Linked DNA regions of Mus musculus: regions 1, 2, 3, 5 and 6 are each linked to region 4. The links are chromatin contacts, called in public Hi-C, HiChIP or PLAC-seq and promoter capture Hi-C maps. All regions are on one chromosome and are shown on one strand. The core of a region is the stretch at or near the end of the contact, and the rest is flanking DNA. Distances in the headings are between cores, read along the strand shown. Region 1 holds the start of Trappc10 (trafficking protein particle complex 10). Region 2 holds the start of Lss (lanosterol synthase). Region 3 holds the start of Cfap410 (cilia and flagella associated protein 410). Region 4 holds the start of Pofut2 (protein O-fucosyltransferase 2). Region 5 holds the start of Pcnt (pericentrin (kendrin)). Region 6 holds the start of Pwp2 (PWP2 periodic tryptophan protein homolog (yeast)).

Region 1 (3,178 bases), core at 26-2,525, 990 kb after region 4:
CGGGGCAGCCTCCAGACCAGCTCTGCCACATCGGTCCACCTGCCTGCAGGTGAGGTTTGGCAAGCCTCTCAGTTGCCAAGCATTCTGGGAAGAAAAAAAAAAAAAAACAAAACACACACAACTAACTGCTGAACTATGCAAGTCTCCCAACTTTATGGGAGACACATCCATATCCCTGAGAAAGTTAATCTAGCAATAAAGAGATGTAAGTCTTTAAATATGAAATGTCTATGCGGTTACAGGAAGGAACTGGGAGGAGCCCATGTATCCAAGGGCCCAAAGGAGAAAACAGAGCAGGGTGTGCTGGAGACCTTGGGAACCCTGGGGCCTAGCACCAGGTTTTGCAAATATGCTTCCTGTTTAGAAAAAAGTAAATTCATAAGGTCAAGCACATACTGAACTGCCAACAGCCACGTATCACACCTGTCCTTTGAGAGACAGCACCGCAAAGCTGTCAAAATGTTAACCAACCCGTCCACACTTCCCATGAGTCCATAGTTTGCAAAACTACTCCGTTCTGAAATTATGCTTTAAAATGAGGGTTTTCTTTTTCTGTAGCAGAGAAACCAATCTTTGTGTGTGAGTGTGTGTGTGTGTGTGTGTGTGTGTGTGTGTGCATTCAGTGGGAGAAGGAACAAGTGCGGAAGGGGATGTCCGAGCGGGAACTCGCTGGTGGAGCAGCTCTGGAAAGTGCCTATAAGCACAGGATGATTGGACCAGACAGAGCTGGGTTCCTTCCTAAGCCTGGCCGGCCACCTGCCACTCCGGCTTGACAGTCACTAGAGGAAGAGCACCTGCGCTCTGCGGAGAGCTGGGCCTGCCCACCGGACTGCGGTCAGCGCGCAGGAGAGCCGACCCACGGGGAAGGCCGGCCCGATCCCTAGCAGCACTGACAGTACAGAACGAGCTGCTCCGGAGACCGCCCAGGTCAGGACCCAAAGCTTGGCGTCGGCTGCACAGCGGGTCGGAGGTCACCCGCGGAAAGGTCGGAGGTCGGCTGTGTCCGCGTAGATGGGAGCTGCCAAGCCCGGCCGCGCCCCCCGCCCGCCCGCCCCGCCGCACTTACAGGTGACGATGGGCTTGTTCTCCATGGTGTAGACCACCGGTGGCTGTGGCTCCTCAGGGGCGTCCATGGGCGTCCGGCGTCACCGGCCCGGCCCCCCGCCCGCCATGGGCACCCGAGGCAGCGCGGGGCCCGCTGAGCCCGCGCCTCCTCGCCGCCGGCCCCCGGCAGCTCCTAGCCGGCCGCCCGCCGCCGCCGGCCGCGTCCACTTCCGGCCCCGGCGCCGCCGCGTGACCACTTCCGGGGCGCGCGACTTAAAGGGGCGGGCCTCGCCGCCGAATGCCCTCCTACGAAAAAGGCCGCGTGCCGGGCCGCCCGGCGGTGCAGGGCGGGGCCGCTGTAGCTGTCAATAGCGGGAGCCGCCTCTGCCTCGGTTCTCAGGCAGCTGCAGAGGACAGAGGGCGGCGCACGTGCCTGAGCTCCTTGACCCCACCTTCTCAATGCCCAAGCTTGGTGACCCTTGCTTGGTCTCATCAGACCTGTCTAAACTGGATTCTCCTCGGCTTCGCACCTGCAGATGCTCCCTTACCCTCATCCTCGCTTCTACCCTGTGTGCCCCCACGTCACGTCTGGCGGAATTCCCGTTATCTCCGAGGGAGCTTCCTCCTTTCCGGCTTCTGCAGGATGCCTTGGGTCGGTTTTTACATCTGGGCGAGCTCAACTGTGCAGTGCCAAGCTGAGTCTCTGCTTGCCTGTTAACACGGACTTGCCAAGTGTGCTGACTCAAAGCGAGGCAAGATCGAAAGTGTTCCACCCACCCCGTACAACTCCATGTGCACCCGCTGGCACGCCAGCTTCCCACTGTCCTTTCTGGTTTTGTGAGGTTTTTGTTTGATTGGTTGATTAGGTGGTTTTACTCGTATGAACCACCACATAGGTCGTTTCCACCTGCGTCAGCCTTCAGCACTCTTTCCCTTGGCTCCCAGAATGCTCCCTATGTCCCACCTTCATCAGTACTGGTCACCTATAGCTGGTACTGCTTTGAAGCCGCTAGGTATTGTGAATGTCGCAAAATCAAATATTGCTTTGAACTGAACTCGGCGCAAGTAAAGCAGGTCTATGGGAGCTTTTGCAAATGGGATTCAGTGTGCAAATGGAATGTCTGAGCATGACTTGACTGTTGGGGAGCATGTTGGTTTGGGCTTTCAGGCAACTGATTAGGGCAGTTGAAGCAGGTGGAGACTGCCAGGCACAGGGGTTCTCAACCTGTGGGTCCCGAGCCTTTTGGCAAACCTCTAGCTCCAAAAAAAATATTTACATTATGACCCATAACAGTAGCAAAATTACAGTTTATGAAGTAGTAACAAACTATTTTTATTTATGTAATAATTTTATTTTTACTTCTTTAATATATTTATTTTGTTTATTTAATATTTTTCTCTAATATTTTTATTTTTATTTATTTAATTTTTAGTTTATTTATTTAATTTTTATTCATTATTTAATATTTTATTTTTATTTACTTAATATTTATTTTTTATTTAGGAGGGTCACAGCATTAGAAAGGTTCAGAACCACTGGCCTAGAGAGAGCACAGCAAAGCAAGAATAGGGGTCCAAAGCCTCCGTGGACGTGCCAAAGGTTTTTCACCCCATCCAGCTAAGCGTTTGTGAGATGTCAGCACAAAGAACGAAGCTCTCACCTCAAATGGAATAAGAGATGGTGTGCTTCGGAGCCAAATTTGAGTGCCCGCCACCCAGGGGACAAGGATTTTGAGGAATCCTCTGAGGCCTCCTGAGTGGGTAACCCCAGGTTTCGTGATCCCACATGGAAGCACTTGAAGCTTTATAGTTGCAGAACATAAAAAGTCATAAATCAAGACAATTTAAAATACATTGGTGAGTACGTCAGAGAGGCTGTTATAGCTAGAAGGTGGACTCTCTCCTGTTGGCCTCAAATACCATTCTTAGCTTTGGAGGTGGGAAAGCTAGTTGTGATGGTTTCTATACACTTGGGCCAGGAACAAGGGGTGGCACTATTAGCACATGTGACCTTGTTGAAGTAGGCCTGTTACTGTGGGTGTGGGCCTTCACCCTATCTACCTGGAAGTCAGTCTTCCACTAGCAGCATTCAGATGAAGATGTAAAACTCTCAGCTCCTCCTGCACCATGCCTG
Region 2 (3,283 bases), core at 595-3,094, 730 kb before region 4:
TCTAGCTTTTTTCTCCAGGGAAAGAGAGTGGCTTGTTTAGTGAATTTGGGAGAACAGCATCCAGTGTGCTAGGCTTCCCTGGGCATCGTTTTTTGGGTCTTCTTATTGGCATACTGTGCTTACATGGTTCTTGGTGGGTCAGCTCCCAAAGGCTTCAGTTGTTCGCTTGGCTTAGAAGCTGAGACATGTGTAAGGGAAAAGCAGTCATTATGAAGCAGTTAGCCAGCCCTGTTCAAACTGACTTTTTTTTTTTTTTTTTTGGCTTTTTTGTTTTTGTTTTTGTTTTTCGAGACAGGGTTTCTCTGTATAGCCCTGGCTGTCCTGGAACTCACTTTTGTAGACCAGGCTGGCCTTGAACTCAGAAATCTGCCTGCCTCTGCCTCTGGAGTGCTGGGATTAAAGGCGTGTGCCACCACGCCCAGCTCAAACTGACTTTTCTATTGTGAATTTTAAAAACTTAATGTGTACGGGTGTTTTAACCAGCATGTATGTACTTACATCTCACACATGCCTGGTGACTGAGGAGGTCAGAAAATGGCATTAGATTCCTTAAAACTGAAGTTATAGATGGCTGTGAGTCACCATGTGGGTGCTATAAACCAATTCCAGGTCCTCTGAATGAGCAGCAAGTGCTCTTACGCACTGGACTTAAGTATTGGCCTCCAGTCCCCAAATCAATAGTCTGAGGCAAGGCTCAGTTAAAATGCCTTGTCTTATATCTTTACAAGTTTCTAAACTGGGCAAAGAAGAGGTTAGTGTTCTTGACTAGCCATCTAAAATTCCGATTTTCCATCTAGGGAAGGTGTGTGAGTGTTCTTTGCCTCTTACTTCTTCCTTCTCTGATTTGTGGTTCATGGCCCCTTCCTTGGCAGCGTTTTGAGGGCTAGGTGCAGGGAGGCTATCGGGTTTGGGTAGTTGTAAGTAAGTCGGCACTCTGTAGGACACACTGTACCGCTGGGAGTTCTTGGAATTATATTTTTCTGATCTCTGGTCGTCATTCCTGCATGCCAGCAATGCTTCTCAAATACTATCTGTTCAAATGTTCTTCATTGCACGTCTCTACTAGATTCTGCCGGCATACCACAGGCTTTCCTGCTTCCCTCTCTACTGTCAAACATAATCAAGGCTTTTCCCCCTTTAACTTGTAGGACTCCAAGCTCCAGGTATCCTGAGAGTAGTGCTGTGGCTAGGGAAGTGGAACTCTACCTGCTAATGGGAGTCAGGACACAGCCCTCTGCACACTCTGCAGCTGCTCCCTGTGAGGAGCCTGTGCCCGCTTTCTGAGAACACTACTCTGACCCTCTTCCCAACTACGTGTCATCATAGTTTCCTCCTCCCTTCACTCGGGTCAAGGCCCCTGCCCCATGATGGTCCATGTGGTGCCTCGGATCAACGCTAGTTTCACCTCAGGTCACTCATGCCTCTTCCGTACTTCTGAAGCACTCGTGGTTTCCGCGGCCTCTTTCCTGCATGTCGGAGGGGCCATTTTTCACCAACCCTGTAGGTATCCCGGCTCAGAACACCCAGACCAGAAGTCCAAGGCTGTCATCAATAAGGATCTAGAGGGGCCGGCCCCGCCCCCCATCCCGCCCCGCCCCTCCAACGGGCCTGCCCCTCCCACAGGCCGTCCTCGCCCACAGGCCGGCCTCTTTCATAGGCCCCGCCTCCAAAGCGCTTCCCGCCCCGCAGCCACGCCCCCTGGTGCCCTCGCGGCGTCGGGCGGCCCTGCGCCCAGCCACTGTGGTCGCGGTGCGTCTCTCGTGCCCACCTGGTGATGCTCTGATTGGCCGAGCTCGCATCGGCCCACCCAGTAGTTCCGGTCGGCCGAGGCTCGCGCCTGCGCAGTGCACTAGGCTGTCAGGTAAAGGGCTGGCAAGCGGTGGCAGAGAGTAGTGCTGTCATGACTGAGGGCACGTGAGTCGCGGACCCTGGGCTTCCCGCGGGTGTTGCGAGGGACGCGGCAGGGCGGTGGCAGGGAAGGTGTCTGGACAGCAGGGTGGCATGGCTGGTGGCTCTGCATGCCTGGATTGCAGGCATCCCACCTGGGCGGAGTCTAAGGAAGGCTGCTTCCTCTCGCTGGTCCCCTCAGGTGTCTGCGGCGTCGTGGGGGACCCTATAAAACTGAGCCCGCCACCGATCTCACCCGCTGGCGGCTCCAGAATGAGTTGGGTCGGCAGAGATGGACTTATTATCAAGCGGAGGACGACCCTGGTCGAGAGCAGACCGGGCTAGAGGCCCACTCTTTGGGACTGGACACAGTAAGTGATGTGATTCTGAAAGCACCATTCCATCCCAAGACTGGAAGCCATCACTGATCAGCCTACACCGTGCCTTCCTGAGCCAGAGCTCTGAAACAGTGGAGAGCCTTATTTAAAAAACAGGCAACCAGCCAGTAATATATGCATATGTGTAAACCAATGTATATGTGGGTATAGTGTGATATGAGGAAAAGCTGACTATAAGAGGATCAGGAAAGTTCACAAGTTATGTAAGAAGATGTAAAGCTAGTTGCTTTTCTAGTTCTAACTCTGTCATGGGCTTTGTGGTTTGGGCAATAGATTAATGCATAAAATATAGTGGGTACTGAAAGTGCATCATTTTATGGAAAGTTTCACAGTCTCCCTTTTCAAATGCCAAGGTCATTAAGTTGAGTAGACTTTGTGTTTGGTTAATTTTGGTGTGCGATGTTTTTATTAATTTGCAGGTTTCTTTTTATTTTAATAATAAGGCTTATAATTTTTTGTTTTTTAAAACAGATATGAACCTGGGCCCGGCAGGCATACCTGTAATCCTAGCCGCTGAGTAGGCTGTGACAAGGATAAAGTTTAAGATCTGCCTGGGCAGCTGAGTAGAGCTTGTCTCAGAAAATAAAGAGGCTGGGCATGGTAGTGCTGGTCTTTAATCCCGGCACCCAGGAGGCAGAGGCAGGCAGATCTTTGTGAGTTTGAGGCCAGCCTGGTCTACAGAGCAAGTTCTAGGCCAGCCAGGTCTACGTAGTGTGACCCTATCTCAAAAATGATAACAAATAAATAAAGAAGAGGGCTGCTGATGTGGGTCAGTGTTTGTGAGTGTTTGCCTCAATTCAATCTAAACAACAAAAAGTGTGGTACCTCCTTCCGGAGACAGGAGTAGAAGCAACCCTCGTTATTTAAGTCCCTCCACCTCAGAGACCTGTGGAAGAAGTTGCCCTAATTTGGTTTCATTTTGAGCATTCCACTTTGATATTTAACTTTTGATTTGCAGGAGAATTACAAAGATGGGTGTGATTTTTGTTTGGATCCAC
Region 3 (3,184 bases), core at 288-2,787, 720 kb after region 4:
TCTCCAGGACAAACGGGCAGAGTGGGCAATGCCCACCTCCTGTCAAACACTCCTCAAAGTCTTAGCTCCTTTGCCATCATCCATGTCCTTCTGGCCTCCATTGGAGCGGCCAGCAGACCTCTTTAAACGTGGCTGAACTGAGCCTATAAAATTCTTCCCACCACACTGGTGGCTAAGCTGTATCTCTCAGCTCAGGCCTTATTGTTCCTGATGGTAATGAATGGCCCGCCAGAGGCTAAATCTTCAGCGTCCGCTCTCTTTCCACTGTGGGTTCCAGGGTGCAAACTATGGTTTTTAGGTTTGTGCGTCCAGTACTGTTACCTACTGAACCATTTCACTTGTTTTTGGTAAAGGCAGACCAGGGTGGTCAGACAGACAATAGAGCCCTAGAATACTTCATCAAGGGCAGTTTATTACCTAAAGGGCCTGAAGTACCCAGTGCCTGTCCCGGTGTAATCTGTAGGATAGAAAAAGATATGAAGATTTCAACCTACAATCTTTCGTTTTGTTTTCTTCTGGAGATCTGTTTTCTCCAGAAGAAAACAAAACAAAAATTCATTTGTGATTACTTAAAATGCACACTGACAACCACAGGCACAGTACTGACTTTCAAAAACATAACGTCTATTTTCTATTTGTTTGTTTGTTTGTTTGTTTTTAAGGTTTTTGTTTTGTTCGTTTTGTTTTTCTACATATGAGTGTTATGCTTGCATGTGTGTGCAACCCAAGTGACCTGTCTGGTGCGCAAGGAGGCCAAAAGAGGGGCATTGAGTCCCCTGGAACTAGAGTTACATAAGGTTGTGATCCGGCCATATGAGTGCCCTGGAAAAGCAGCCAGCGCTCTTAACTGTTTCTTCAGTCCCTCCCCAAGCCCCCACTACTCGGCTTTGTCTTTTGAGATAATGTCTGTATGAGCCAGTCTTGCCAGAAACTGGCTCAGGCAATCCTCCTGCCTCAGCCTCTGAGTGCATCAATTACAAGTGTCAGTCATCGTCTGGTTGTGGATTAGCTGTTATGTAACACAAATCCCCGATTTGGGGTCAAGCAGAAATGGGTGAGGGCTCAGTGGTGACCAGGGCCATGGCAGGGATTAGGATCCGGAGCAAGCATGCCAGGAGGGTTTCTGCTGGCATCCACTACGAGGACTCTGTCACCCTTCCCGACTCGACCTTTTCTGTCCTCGATGTCTCCGAGACCAGCCAGGCGTCCCGAGTCCCTCACACACCGGCGCCTTTCTCACCCAAGCCAGCCCATCTCAGACTCTTGCACACTGGAATCCTAAGGGCCGCCCTTCCCGCGCACGCAAACACGGGATGCAGAGACCAGCGGTCCCCAGGCAGCAAAGCCCGGAGCCTCGTGCATGCGCAGGACCGGCGGGCCGCCAAAGGGGCGGGGCGGAATCGCGTATCACGGAAGTCGGGCCGTCCCGCTTCGCCGGCGCGCTTCCGCCCTCTCGCCTGACTGCCAATGGGACCTCAGGCTCCGCCCCTAGAAACGCGGGCCCCGCCCCTGGAGACGCGCCGCTGCGCAGGCCTCTCCCGCTAGCCGAGTGTACAGCGGAGGGCGGCCGGGCCCGCGGCCCTGTGGCCACCATGAAGCTGACACGAAAGATGGTCCTGTCCCGAGCCAAGGCTTCGGAGCTGCACAACGTGCGGAAGCTCAACTGCTGGTGAGGCCGGCCAGGAGCGGGAGGAAGCAGAGGCCGCGCTGAGCGCCTGCTACCCCAGGCTAGCTAGGTTGCAGGCTCACTCTGAGGCCAGTGCTTCAGAGGAGTGCGGCCCTCGCAGGATAACTAGAATTTCCCTCTAGTGTTGCTGAGGGCTTTTCGCTAACCCTCTGTGTCTGTGTCTGGTATCTGAAGACAGAGGTGCTTAGTGGCATGTCTACAGGGAGAGACTGAGGTTGTAAAGTCATGATCCGGTGCTGGAGAGGGTGACCTGGTATGAGTGACAGCCTAGACCTTAGATGCTATTATATGGATGCACTCTAAGTTGCATGGCTGAGTCACACTAATACTGAAAGCCCCGGGCTTCTGGAGGAGTTTGTATCTGGCGTGTGGAAGAGCTACAGGTGTCTCTGGGGACTGGGGTGGGATGCTGTGGCCAGAGCATTTAGCAGTGGCAGAGCAAGTGCAGACCCCTGCTTCTAGTAATGGTCAGTGGGCTACTGGAAAGAGTGAGCTTTGTTAATTAAAAGCCTTTCCCTGCCCTGGCACATCTGGTGTTGGGGCCACAGTCCTCCCTGTCCTGGGTTTTCAATAATGCCTTTCTTTGTCGAGCCAGCGAGCACATCAGGGCTTCCTCTGTGCAAGCAGAAACAACACACATTGCAGGCCCGTGAAGTTTGCTTCAGAAGTTGCATGACCGGCCTTTGAGCTTGGCCTCTTATGAAGATCCCTTTGTTTATGTGTGTGACTGGAAAGAGCTTTCTGCTATGGGAGCCTGAGAGGAGAAAACTGTGTACCCCCATGCACCAAGCAGGGAGTATTGGCAGAAACCAACCTCACCCTTATTTGGGCAACCAGCCTTCCTTACTGTTCCGAATGTAGAATCTTTAGATTTATAGACAATTGCCATTTCTTTGGGGATTTTTAAAATATTTTCATTCAACAAATTAAAGTCTATTTCTTTTCTTCTCCAGGGGCAGCCAGCTCACAGATGTAAGCTCTGCCTTGATTGTATCTTCTTCCGGATGCCCCTTCCCCCAGAAGAATAGCTAAAGTTACAGAACTGTGATCTTCAGCTCAGTGCCGTGTCACTTGCTAGACCTGCACAGAGGAAAACAGAGTCAAAGCTCTGCCTTGAGAGGAGTCCCTGGTGGTGATTTCCCTCAAGGACATCAACAGGGGCACTCTGCATGGCCTTCCTCAGCTTCAGGAGGCGACACCCCAACCCCACCCGAAATGACAGGCAGCTGGGACTGTGGAGCCCACAGCCCAGGTCTGATCCACAGATCTGATGGTGTGTCGTGGCCAAACTTAACTGCAGTTCTGTCTGCCTTGAGCCCAGAACCATTGGCAAGGAGAGTGTCTGTCCTTTCTTTGTGCCTCAGGGGCAGCAAGGAGAAAGGGTTGTGTATCTGTCTCAGGGTGGGAAACCACAAGATCCTTGGCCAGGCGTCCTCAGAGGGTATTGACTGTAATGATGTTCTGTGTTAGACACAGAACTGTTGTAAACTGCCAGGT
Region 4 (3,361 bases), core at 146-2,645:
GCTCTTAACCGCTGAGCCCTCTCTCCAGCTCCCAAGGTACTCCCGGACTTTAAAGATCTCTCCACGATTGGACACAAGTCCTCTGTTAGGGTAATTAAAAAAATTTATTAATTAAATGTAAGTATACTGTAGCTGTCTTCAGACACCCCCAGAAGAGGGCATCAGATCTCATTACAGATGGTTTTGAGCCACCATGTGGTTGCTGGGATTTGAACTTGGGACCTCCGGAAGAATAGTCAGTGCTCTTAACTGCTGAGCTATCTCTCCAGCCCCTGTTAGGGTAATTATTATAATCTGGGTGCTTTCTCCCAGGCTCTGTCTTTTCTTTTTCCTACCCCTGCCTTTCAAAGACTAGGTTTTGGGGCTGGAGACGTGGCTCAGTAGCTAAGAGCAATGACTGCTCTTCCAGAGGTCCTGAATTCAATTCCCAGCAACCATATGGAGTCTCACAACCATCTGTAATGGGATCTGATGCCCTCTTCTGGTGTGTCTGAGGACAGCCACAATGTACTCATATACATAAAATAAATCTTAAAAAAAAAAGACAAAGACTAGGTTTTACTTTTTGATGAAGCTCAACTATCTCTTTAATGCTATGCTTTCTGGCCACCTGTGACTCTCTTGTTTTTATCAGATATCCGACTGTTACAGCATACAGTAGTAGCGTGCAGAGTATGTGGCTGTCTGCTTCGGAATCTGTATGTAATACTAACTCCATCAGTTAACACCACTTCAATGGGGTCTGTACAAACACTTGGTTCTAGACACTTCCACTGCGATGCAACTTTTAAAAAAGAAAAAAAAAAAGCCACAGTCACTCACAAGTATTTTCAGGAAAGCTCAGAGCTCCGTGGGGCACCTGGTCCTCTGACTCCTAAGCTGCTCGCTGCTCCAGCGCTAGAGCCCTACACGGAACGGAGAGCACCTTCAGGTCCTGCATCCATCCCCACTCCTGGAGGCCAGTGCTCTGTCCTCTGGCTCTGTCCTGCAGGACCAGACCTGCGGCCAGCTCCGCCCACATCCCGGGACCGTACAACACCCGGCAACAGGAATGCCTGGCGTCGTGATGCTCAGCAAGTCCCGGATGAGACCAAGCGAATTCTCTCTGCCCTCGGGACAAATAGCGCACCTCGCAAAGCCGACGACTCTAAGACTCAACCGAGCCAGGCCACCGCAGCGCCCTCAGCTGAAAGTACAACCAGGAGAGCTTGGGAAGGGCGTGACTGCGCTGAGGACACGCCCATTCCCCAGGACCCACCCCTGGTCACGCCCACATACTCCTACTCAGACGAAGAGAGGCGCGTGCGCACCGTGGGTCTGGCCGCGTTGCCGTAGCTACTGGAGACGCGCTCCGTGGGGCGGACAGGCGCACTTCCGGACCGGGGCGCGGCAGCCGGAAGTGCGTGGCCGCCGGGGCCATGGCGGCGCTCAGCGTCGTCTGCCTGCTGCTGGCAGCGGCATCCTGGCGGCCGGTCTCGGCTTCAGGAGAAGAATTCTGGCCTGGCCAGTCGGCGGCGGACATCCTGTCGGGGGCGGCATCCCGCAGACGGTAAGCGCGTCCACGCCGGCCGGGCGGAGCGAGGCATCTGGGACAGGGTCAGCAGCGGGCTGGGGGCAGCGGGACCGGGGCTGCGCACGCAGGCTGCAGGAGCGAAGGCTGCGTGGCGAAGGTCGCCCTGGCCTTGGGCTGAGCTGGCCGTCTACTCCCGAGAGATCGCTACCAGAAGGTCCGGGAGCGTAGGTGGAGCCCGGCTCTGGCCACCTCAGGCACGCTGTCCCGAGGCCGATCTTAAGTTCCAGCGAGACAGAAGTTCGTGTGGGCTGTCGTGGAGATGGCGCTTCTTCCGCGGCCGCTCTTCCCCAAACTGGAGGGAGGGTAAACCAGGGGTCTGGTGCCGACAAACCCAGTGATGACGGGACTGAAGCCTGCCCGCGATTCCGTAGAAAGGAATCTTGCTTTGGCGAAGCCTTAAATAAAGTTTTAGAACCGTTTTCACGGAGGGAGATTCTTCGTCACTTTGACTTTCTCAGATGTCATTAGTGTACTGTGGAGTTTTTCCACCGGCCAGCCAACCGGACCTGTAATATCACAGTGAGGCTTAATCAGAATATTATCATCCTATCCTTTTCACTGTTTTTATTTTGAAAATGCATATTTTTCATTTAAAATAATCTTTGTTAATATAACGAGACTGTTGTTATTTTTCAGTGAATGGATGAATACTTCTAGCTTTAGCTTCCAACACAGGAACTGTCAGTAGATTTAATTTATAAACCAGATTTGTCCAACCTGTGCCCATTGACCACATACATCTCAGAATAGCGATGAATTATTGATGACAGACAGCGTCATGCCTCATTGTCAAAGGTTTGGCCCCCCCTGAGTAAACAACTGGCCTTTGGGCATCTCATTAATTTTGTTCAGACTGTGAAGGAGTCAAGGAGTCTTTGGATGAGACACTGTGGGAATGGCTGTGAAACCGATTCTCAGGCTCAGCCGCTGAGGTTCCGTTTACATTCTGATTTGTCAGAGAGTGTGAATCTGCTGTTGGCACTTATGAGCTCTGCTGGTCATTGTATAGTCACTGCCCTCTCTGTAAGCCGGGTGTGGGTGCCCCATGAAGATTCCCCACAGTTCACACACGGCCTATGTCTTGCTCCCTTCTCAGGTACCTCCTGTATGATGTCAACCCCCCAGAAGGCTTCAATCTCCGCAGGGATGTCTATATCCGGGTGGCATCCTTGCTGAAGACGCTGTTGAAGACTGAAGAGTGGGTGCTAGTCCTGCCCCCGTGGGGCCGCCTCTACCACTGGCAAAGCCCTGACATCCACCAGGTCCGGATTCCCTGGTCCGAGTTTTTTGACCTCCCGAGTCTCAATAAAAACATCCCCGTTATAGAGTATGAGCAGTTCATTGCAGGTGAGGCGGGCATCAGTCTGGGAGGCTTTTCTGATGTGGACAGCTGGCTGCCCGGTCCAGCCTGCCCTGGCACGTTCCACTCGGTCCTTCTGGTAGTGCTTGCTTTGCTTCCGTGCTTTCTCTAGGGAAGGGGGTCTGAGCAGCTGTGGCAGGTGTGGTCAGTGCTGACGAGAAAGCAGCTGAAACCATCTTAACCAAGAGATGCACACCAGTGTGTGCATCTTGTGGGGTCACACCAGGGTGCTGAGTGGTCTGTGAAGAGGCCTTTGGCCTGACCTCGCCCTGCTTCCACTTTTTGAGAGGACCCATGTTTTCCTGAGCACAGAGGTGTTTAGAGTTGAGCGTAGCTTTGGTTGGAAGACAGATCCTTTTTTCTCTGCTGCACTGGAGGCCCCGGGGAAGGAAGTGGTTCATTTAGAGCCTGGCTGGTACCCATGATGT
Region 5 (3,234 bases), core at 459-2,958, 820 kb before region 4:
GTGGGAAGAGAAATTTGAAGGGCACTGCCTACAGTACCAACTCTGTTCTAATCTCTTGCCTTCTCCACTGAATGCAACTGTCTGCCTCAGAGCTCGCCCTCTGCAGCATGTACTTGGTCTCTGGCCATGAACCTTCAATGAGTGGCCTTCTGGTTCGTCTCATTAGCCTCCATCTCCCTAAGGATATCTAATTGGGTTCACAAACCCACCCAAGTACAGACACCAGTTCCCCTGGTGAAGTACTAAACTTCACATGCCCTCATTTCTCAAAGTGTCTATCTACATGTGCCCAGCTTATACCCCATAAGGGCCACAATGGCTTCTGGCCGGCACCTGTAATCTGACATTGCTGTGCTCTCATTTCCTCTGTGTATTTTGCATGTTTTTTCGAAGTGGGTGCAGGGTGATAGTGGTGGTGGGGTTGTTGACACAAATGAAGAATTGCTGTTACTAGGCGAACCACAAAATCAACACAGCCCTTTCATGAAGGCTATAGCTATACTGTCCTGACAGTACAGGGTAGGGACACAGCCTCTGGTTCCACAGCCATGATAGCTGGCCAGAGATCCACTTCCAAAATGTTCGCACCTTCTCTTCCTCTGAATCCCCATCACCTTTCAAATAACTATCTTGCCAGGCAGTGGTCGTGCATGCCTTTAATCCCAGCACTTGGGAGGCAGAGGCAGGAGGATTTCTGAGTTCGAGGCCTGCCTGGTCTACCAAGTGAGTTCCAGGACAGCCAGGACTATACAGAGAAACCCTGTCTCGAAAAAAACAAAACAAAACAAAACAAAAAAACAAAACAACTATCTTAACAGCCACAAGTGTTCCCAGGGTAGAGTCTCAAACAAATTCAAAATCTGAGGCAGAAGGAGGTGAGAAGAGGACCCTCGGTAGTATGGCAGTTGTGGGGCCCGGCCAGAGAGCGAACAACGAAATACAACAACAGGACACCACTAGGGAGCAAAGTTCTTGGTTCCCTGGGAAAATAAAGTCTGAAGACGGTCTTTAAAAAGCCTTGGACAGTTTAGTCTCAGGAAAGTGCCTGAGCACCGGAAGCACAACAACTAAGAATGCTAGGTGACCAGGACCCGCCCATGGCGCTCGGGCCCACCTACAAGTCGTACGTCTCTGACGCTGATTGGCTGTGGGTGTAATAGGGCGGAGCGAGACAGAGGGCGCTGGATTCAAGATGGCGGCGCCTAGGAAGTGAATTCCGCAGAAGCGGCGGGAAGGACAAGCGCCCGGCAGTTCCCACTGCTCCACCGCCACCGCTTGTGTCAAGCGGCGGTCTGAGCACCGGAACCGCTTTAGGATTTCTTCCCCACCGCAAAGCTGAGAGAAGGATGCTACCGTCTAACCTTGGCTCTCCCAGCCTCCACCTTCCTGCGCCGCTGCTCCTGCTCGTCTTCCATCTCCACCTGGGCTCCCGGCGAGTCGCTCGGAGGTGACAGGGCGGCGGCGACACCGCCTTCGCTCTATTTACACTCCCTCCCTTCACCCACTCGCCTCCCCACCCCCCATACACACAACTGTCAGCTTCGCCCCGCCAATCCGGAGCCCCGTGTGGCCTTGCGCACGCGCGCTCCGCTGACGCTCCAAGGGCGGAGAGCCATCTCTCTGGTCCCCAATTGGTACGCCGACGCTCTCCACCCTCTTCATCCACGCCAATGAGCGAGGCGCGGCGTTCCCGGGGCTCGCGGGCGTTCGTCGACTGGGCGGCGGGAAGGTTTGGACAAACCGTTTTCCCGAGGCGGTGCTACCTATCGCCCTCTCCCGACAGGAGGAGGACTTACATACCAGCGGCTCTCCATGCCTCCGGTGCGCTCTGGGCACTCTCTCCCGCACTTTGCCAAAGTCGTTTTTTCTGTCGCGATGTGTTTCTGCGAACACTGGGGCATCCTCTAGGATCCACCAGCCCCCACTTTTGGTTCTCAGGTGCAGTCAACTGGGAGTCCTGCTTCCCTTCTTTGACCACTTCGGCCCCTCCTGAACACGGTCCCCTGTCTTCAATCCAAATCCAAAGAACAGAGTATAGCCAGAGTTACTCATTGAATGACACCTAAAACTTAGACCGCTGTCCCCAGTGGACCCCAGAGTTGCCACCCAGGGCCGTTTTGCATTCACGCACACGCTTCAATGTACAGAGTCGCTGTGTGTTCAGGCACCTGACTCTCACTCCATCCATCACCTCTACCAGGAAAGTCTTTCTGCCATAAGGAAATAAAGAAACTATGGTCCATTTGTAGTAAGAGGCGCGTTTAAAGCTCATCGGTGGATTACAGGAAATTAGGAGGATTGGGCCCTTGGATTCCCTAGCCGGCAGCAGGTTCTTTCTTGCCTAACATTTATTAATTTATCATTGGGTTGAAACGTTGCAGGCTGTTAACATGACTAACATAAAAGGAGAGGATCTGAGCTCCAGGATATATGTCAAGAGCTTTGCATCCTGCACGGATAGGATAGGGAAGCTGGAGAGAGGGTAATGCCTATAAGAATGAATCCTCCTGAAGAACTCAGTAGTGTGGAATTTGGGAACAGGGAAATGCCGTAAGGGCTATAAAACCTATTTTATACCAAATCTGCATGACAGCCGTTTTTGCCTTCTCTCTAGGCTGACACCCAACTTTACAAGATCCAAAAAATAAATTGTTTCACTTTCATGACTCAAAAGACTTCAAGCCTCTTAGGAAGTGTCTCTTGCACTGATGAAAACACTGAGTGGGTGGGGGTCCCTCTGGACAGACCTATCCTCTAGGATATGTTGGTCTCAGTCTTTGAGCCATGCAATATTTAAGGAATGTTTGAAGGGTGGTCGGTCATATTTTACATATCAAAACTTAAAGGACTGGAGAGATCAGCAGTTAAGAGCATTAGCTGCTCTTCCAGAGAACCCCCAGTTGATTCGCAGTACCCAATGGTGGCTCACAATTGTTACTCCAGTTCAGAGGATCTGATGCACACCTCTGGCTTCTGAGGGCACCAAAAACTCATGTGGCGCACATTGGTACCCATAAAATAATTTTTAAAGTATAAATAAATACCTAATAATATTTATTTCTTTGAACTATGAGTATGTTTGTGTCTCTGTGTGGAACTGGCAGGTATCCTTAGAGGTAAGAAGAGGGTGTTAAATGCCCTAAAGCTGGAGTTACAGGCAATTGTGCGTCAACAGATGTGGGTTCTGGGATCTAAATTACCCCCTCACTCACTAAGGAAATCCCTGCTTCGTAT
Region 6 (3,041 bases), core at 72-2,571, 930 kb after region 4:
TGCCACCACCCCTACTTGCTAGCCAACAGCCAAAAGGCACATGACTTTTCCTTTCCCTTTAAGAGTAATGCTGGTGTTCTAGATACTAGAATGAAAAACGAGGACCTCAGCAGGCAACTCTACCATGACCTGTGTCCTCCTAAATCCAGTAGTCCTGCAAGCCACAAAGAGGATGGCTAGCCTTCACACGGAGGATAACGTCCCTGCTAACATTGTCTCCCCATACTTACTTCTTAAGGTCAAACACAGTGACTCTATTTCCCACGGGGCTGATAACAGAATTTCCATCATGTGTGAAATTTAAGTTTCCACACCGATAAACCGTACCCAACAAATTCGAGAACTGCAAAGGAAATGAATCAGTTTTAACACAGAGAACACAGCGTCAGCTCTCTGAAATGGTGATGAGAGGCATCTGGGCATAGGTAGTAAAGTACCTGACCATAGGTGTGTCCTGCCCCTGGGCAGAGGAGGAACCCAACTTAATTCTCAGGAGCCCAGGGTTCCCTTGAATGGTACTATACTCCCAAGACAGGAAGCATTTGCCAGGCACAGAAGGGCACAGGATCTCCATTCTAAGAGAAGCTGCTTCAGTGAACAGGGCTGCAGGAGATGCTCACCACGCCCACCGTGCTAAGTATCAGTGCCCCGGTGTATCCATTCAGTTATCAAAGGCAAGCATCTCCATCCAGCAGACACAGCTGGGTGTAGAGACCCGAGCCTTGTGTTCTATGTCCACATAGAAACGGCACATAGGCAATTGGACAGATGTCCAAACACTGCAAAGCCCAGCAGAGCAGTAGGGTAGTTGCTTACTGGGATTGCCTGGGCTAACTAAGGCAGGAGTCGATCTGGGGTGTAGGTGGGCAGCTATGCAACGAGATAACACCAGGCAGAGCTAGGCTCCTAAGAGGTATGATCAGCAGAGGAGCGCTGTCGAGACTGCTCCAAGAACTGGCGGCCCTGTAGAGAGCTGGGTGTTGCTTGAAGTTTGTTGTTAAGAGCCTTTCAGCAGCTATTGCTGTGTTGTCTGGCAAGAGGAGTTTGGACAGGGCTGGGTACAGCCCGAGACCTGTTGGGTAGGAGCCCGGAGCTCCTGGTATAAACCAGGAGCAATAGATTGCGATGGGTCGACCCACTAGTGCTTCCCACAGGCAGCCGAGATGACAACGACCTCGGTCTCTCCCGCGTCCTCGGAACCTTCCATCGCCCTCCCGTTGCCCCTGCCCGGCCCGCCGCTCACCCGGTAAGCGAATTTCATCCTGGAACCACACGTGGGGTACCGTACTGCAACCACTTCCGGAATACAAACAATCTCCGGCGCTTAAAACGCGCACTTCCGGGGCGGAGCCGCAACCCTAGTGTCCTGGGAAGCCCCGCCCGTCCCTCCCTCACCCCCACTCCCGCCACCACCCTGCCTCTACGCAGGCGCTGCGTAGCGGTGAACTAGCTGAGACCGCTAGGACGGTGGAGAATGGAGCTAAGTTCTAGGTCTCCATGCAGAGCCCAGTCCGGAGCTGAGAAAGCGAGCAAATCGTCACACACTCGCCTGTAACCGTGCAAAACAAAAACAAAAACCCAAGTTCAAACGGAGTTTCTTCTTAAAACGTGTATTTTTAGAATTTTAATGCTTACACTTTAAACGATCTTAGTACAGCGGCCTTACTCTGACATTATGTTACAGAACACTGTGAAAATGGAACCAACGCCTGCAGTGTCAAGGTGCGGCCGTCACCTTTCCTAGACCCCATCCCAGAGAACAAGAGCTGCCAACTCTCTTACAGAGAAAGGTGTCTTCATGAGAAATAACAGAACTACCAACATTTTAGATCTCCCCTTTGTTTTATTCTTAATATATATAATTAGAAAACCGTAGAGAACTCAGAAATATGAAACTCAGGGGGTGGGCGGTGAACTCAAGAGCCAGACTCCACTCTAAAGGACTACACACGGATGCGGGAGGCTAGCAGTGCCGGGTGGAAGCTTTTCTGCCAGGATCAAGTCTCAAAGACCTCCCCACACATGGACTTGACATCTGCAGGCCAACTGTCAAAGGTTTACCGAAAACAGAGTTCAGAGGGCTGTAGACATTCAGTAAGTACCAAGTTCTAATTTGCATACCCAGCTCCCCAAGTTTATTAGTTTTAAACTGCACATAAAATAGGTTTTCAGAGGGTTTTAAATAAATGTTTGTTTTTTTTTTGTTTTTTTTTTTTTTAAGGTTTATGTGAGTACACTGCCACTGTCTTCAGACACACTAGAAGAGGGCATCAGATCCCATTACATATGGTTATGAGCCACCATGTGGTTGCTGGGATTTGAACTCAGGACCTCTGGTAGAGCAGCCAATGCTCTTAACCACTGAGCCATCTCTCCAGCCCCAGTGTTTATTTTCTTTAAGCATTCCTCCAATTCCTGCAAATGAAAACCACTTGGTGGTGGTGTGTTGTGGGCGTCGTACTATCCTTTATTTACTGGCTGAGTTAAAAGCAAATACCCTGGGGCTGGAGAGATGGCTTAGCAGTTAAGAGCACTGAGTACTCTTCTGAAGGTCCTGAGTTCAAATCCCAGCAACCACATGGTGGCTCACAACCATCCGTAATGGGATCTGATGCCCTCTTCTGGAGTGTCTGAAGACAGCGACAGTGTACTTACATATAATAAATAAACAAATCTTAAAAAAAAAAAAAAGCAAATACACTGAATACTGAAAGTGTTGGCTTGGTTCTCCTGGTTCTCTCTGTGCCCCTGACTCTGGGCCCAAACATGGTCCCCAGGGGGCAGCGACTCCTGAAGAGGGCTCCCTCCTCTCCCAGCTTTCTACCTCAGGTCCCACTCACAGACACCACGCCAATAAGCCCAGAGCACTCTATCTCCTATATACAAAAATACATCACTTTGGAGGACTGAGAACGTTTAATACATACAGCATCTATTTACAATCTATGACTTCCACACCAGTAAAAACAAACACACATTTATTTTGTCCTTGATTTTTGGTGCAACTTATACACAAACATTACATCAGTTAGTCTGTACTC

The links. Promoter capture Hi-C pulls out the DNA fragments that hold promoters and counts their contacts. A called contact is a pair of places that touch in the nucleus more often than the background predicts. HiChIP or PLAC-seq counts read pairs in DNA pulled down with a chosen protein or histone mark.
Region 1: a contact with region 4 is called in a promoter capture Hi-C map of neutrophils, with 4 times the contacts expected there. The contact joins the promoter of Trappc10 here to the promoter of Pofut2 in region 4. A contact is called at or near these places in 3 of 39 promoter capture datasets (liver, neutrophils and pre-B cells).
Region 2: a contact with region 4 is called in a Hi-C map of regulatory T cells, with 3 times the contacts expected there. The contact joins the promoter of Lss here to the promoter of Pofut2 in region 4. A contact is called at or near these places in 1 of 39 promoter capture datasets (liver), 4 of 484 Hi-C or Micro-C datasets (CD4 T cells, embryonic stem cells and regulatory T cells) and 2 of 115 datasets of contacts at active chromatin or transcription factors (astrocytes and embryonic stem cells).
Region 3: a contact with region 4 is called in an HNF4G HiChIP or PLAC-seq map of pancreatic cancer cells. The contact joins the promoter of Cfap410 here to the promoter of Pofut2 in region 4. A contact is called at or near these places in 2 of 39 promoter capture datasets (the C10 cell line and liver), 3 of 484 Hi-C or Micro-C datasets (CD4 T cells, CD8 T cells and regulatory T cells), 2 of 115 datasets of contacts at active chromatin or transcription factors (astrocytes and pancreatic cancer cells) and 2 of 9 other capture datasets (adipose tissue and liver).
Region 5: a contact with region 4 is called in an H3K27ac HiChIP or PLAC-seq map of extraembryonic endoderm stem cells, with 4 times the contacts expected there. The contact joins the promoter of Pcnt here to the promoter of Pofut2 in region 4. A contact is called at or near these places in 1 of 39 promoter capture datasets (erythroid cells), 2 of 484 Hi-C or Micro-C datasets (CD4 T cells and embryonic stem cells), 1 of 115 datasets of contacts at active chromatin or transcription factors (extraembryonic endoderm stem cells) and 1 of 9 other capture datasets (adipose tissue).
Region 6: a promoter capture Hi-C map of pre-B cells shows a contact between it and region 4. The contact joins the promoter of Pwp2 here to the promoter of Pofut2 in region 4. A contact is called at or near these places in 2 of 39 promoter capture datasets (liver and pre-B cells) and 4 of 484 Hi-C or Micro-C datasets (CD4 T cells, CD8 T cells, memory CD8 T cells and 1 more).

Annotation. Positions count from the first base shown.
Region 1 is chr10:78,243,370-78,246,547 of GRCm38.p6, forward strand. It overlaps Trappc10 (trafficking protein particle complex 10), which reads right to left and starts at 1,276. Exons shown (of 23, transcript NM_001081055.2): 1 at 1,067-1,276. The coding sequence starts at 1,133.
Region 2 is chr10:76,529,761-76,533,043 of GRCm38.p6, forward strand. It overlaps Lss (lanosterol synthase), which reads left to right and starts at 1,845. Exons shown (of 22, transcript NM_146006.2): 1 at 1,845-1,914; 2 at 2,090-2,258. The coding sequence starts at 1,901.
Region 3 is chr10:77,977,113-77,980,296 of GRCm38.p6, forward strand. It overlaps Cfap410 (cilia and flagella associated protein 410), which reads left to right and starts at 1,538. Exons shown (of 7, transcript NM_026431.2): 1 at 1,538-1,669; 2 at 2,641-2,659. The coding sequence starts at 1,593.
Region 4 is chr10:77,257,905-77,261,265 of GRCm38.p6, forward strand. It overlaps Pofut2 (protein O-fucosyltransferase 2), which reads left to right and starts at 1,396. Exons shown (of 9, transcript NM_030262.3): 1 at 1,396-1,549; 2 at 2,670-2,920. The coding sequence starts at 1,419. It overlaps Gm10941 (predicted gene 10941), which reads right to left and starts at 1,319. Exons shown (of 2, transcript NR_026944.1): 1 at 823-1,319; 2 at 1-82.
Region 5 is chr10:76,441,204-76,444,437 of GRCm38.p6, forward strand. It overlaps Pcnt (pericentrin (kendrin)), which reads right to left and starts at 1,709. Exons shown (of 42, transcript NM_008787.3): 1 at 1,362-1,709. The coding sequence starts at 1,415.
Region 6 is chr10:78,183,828-78,186,868 of GRCm38.p6, forward strand. It overlaps Pwp2 (PWP2 periodic tryptophan protein homolog (yeast)), which reads right to left and starts at 1,322. Exons shown (of 21, transcript NM_029546.2): 1 at 1,244-1,322; 2 at 231-343. The coding sequence starts at 1,261. It overlaps Trappc10 (trafficking protein particle complex 10), which reads right to left. Exons shown (of 23, transcript NM_001081055.2): 23 at 1,595-3,041.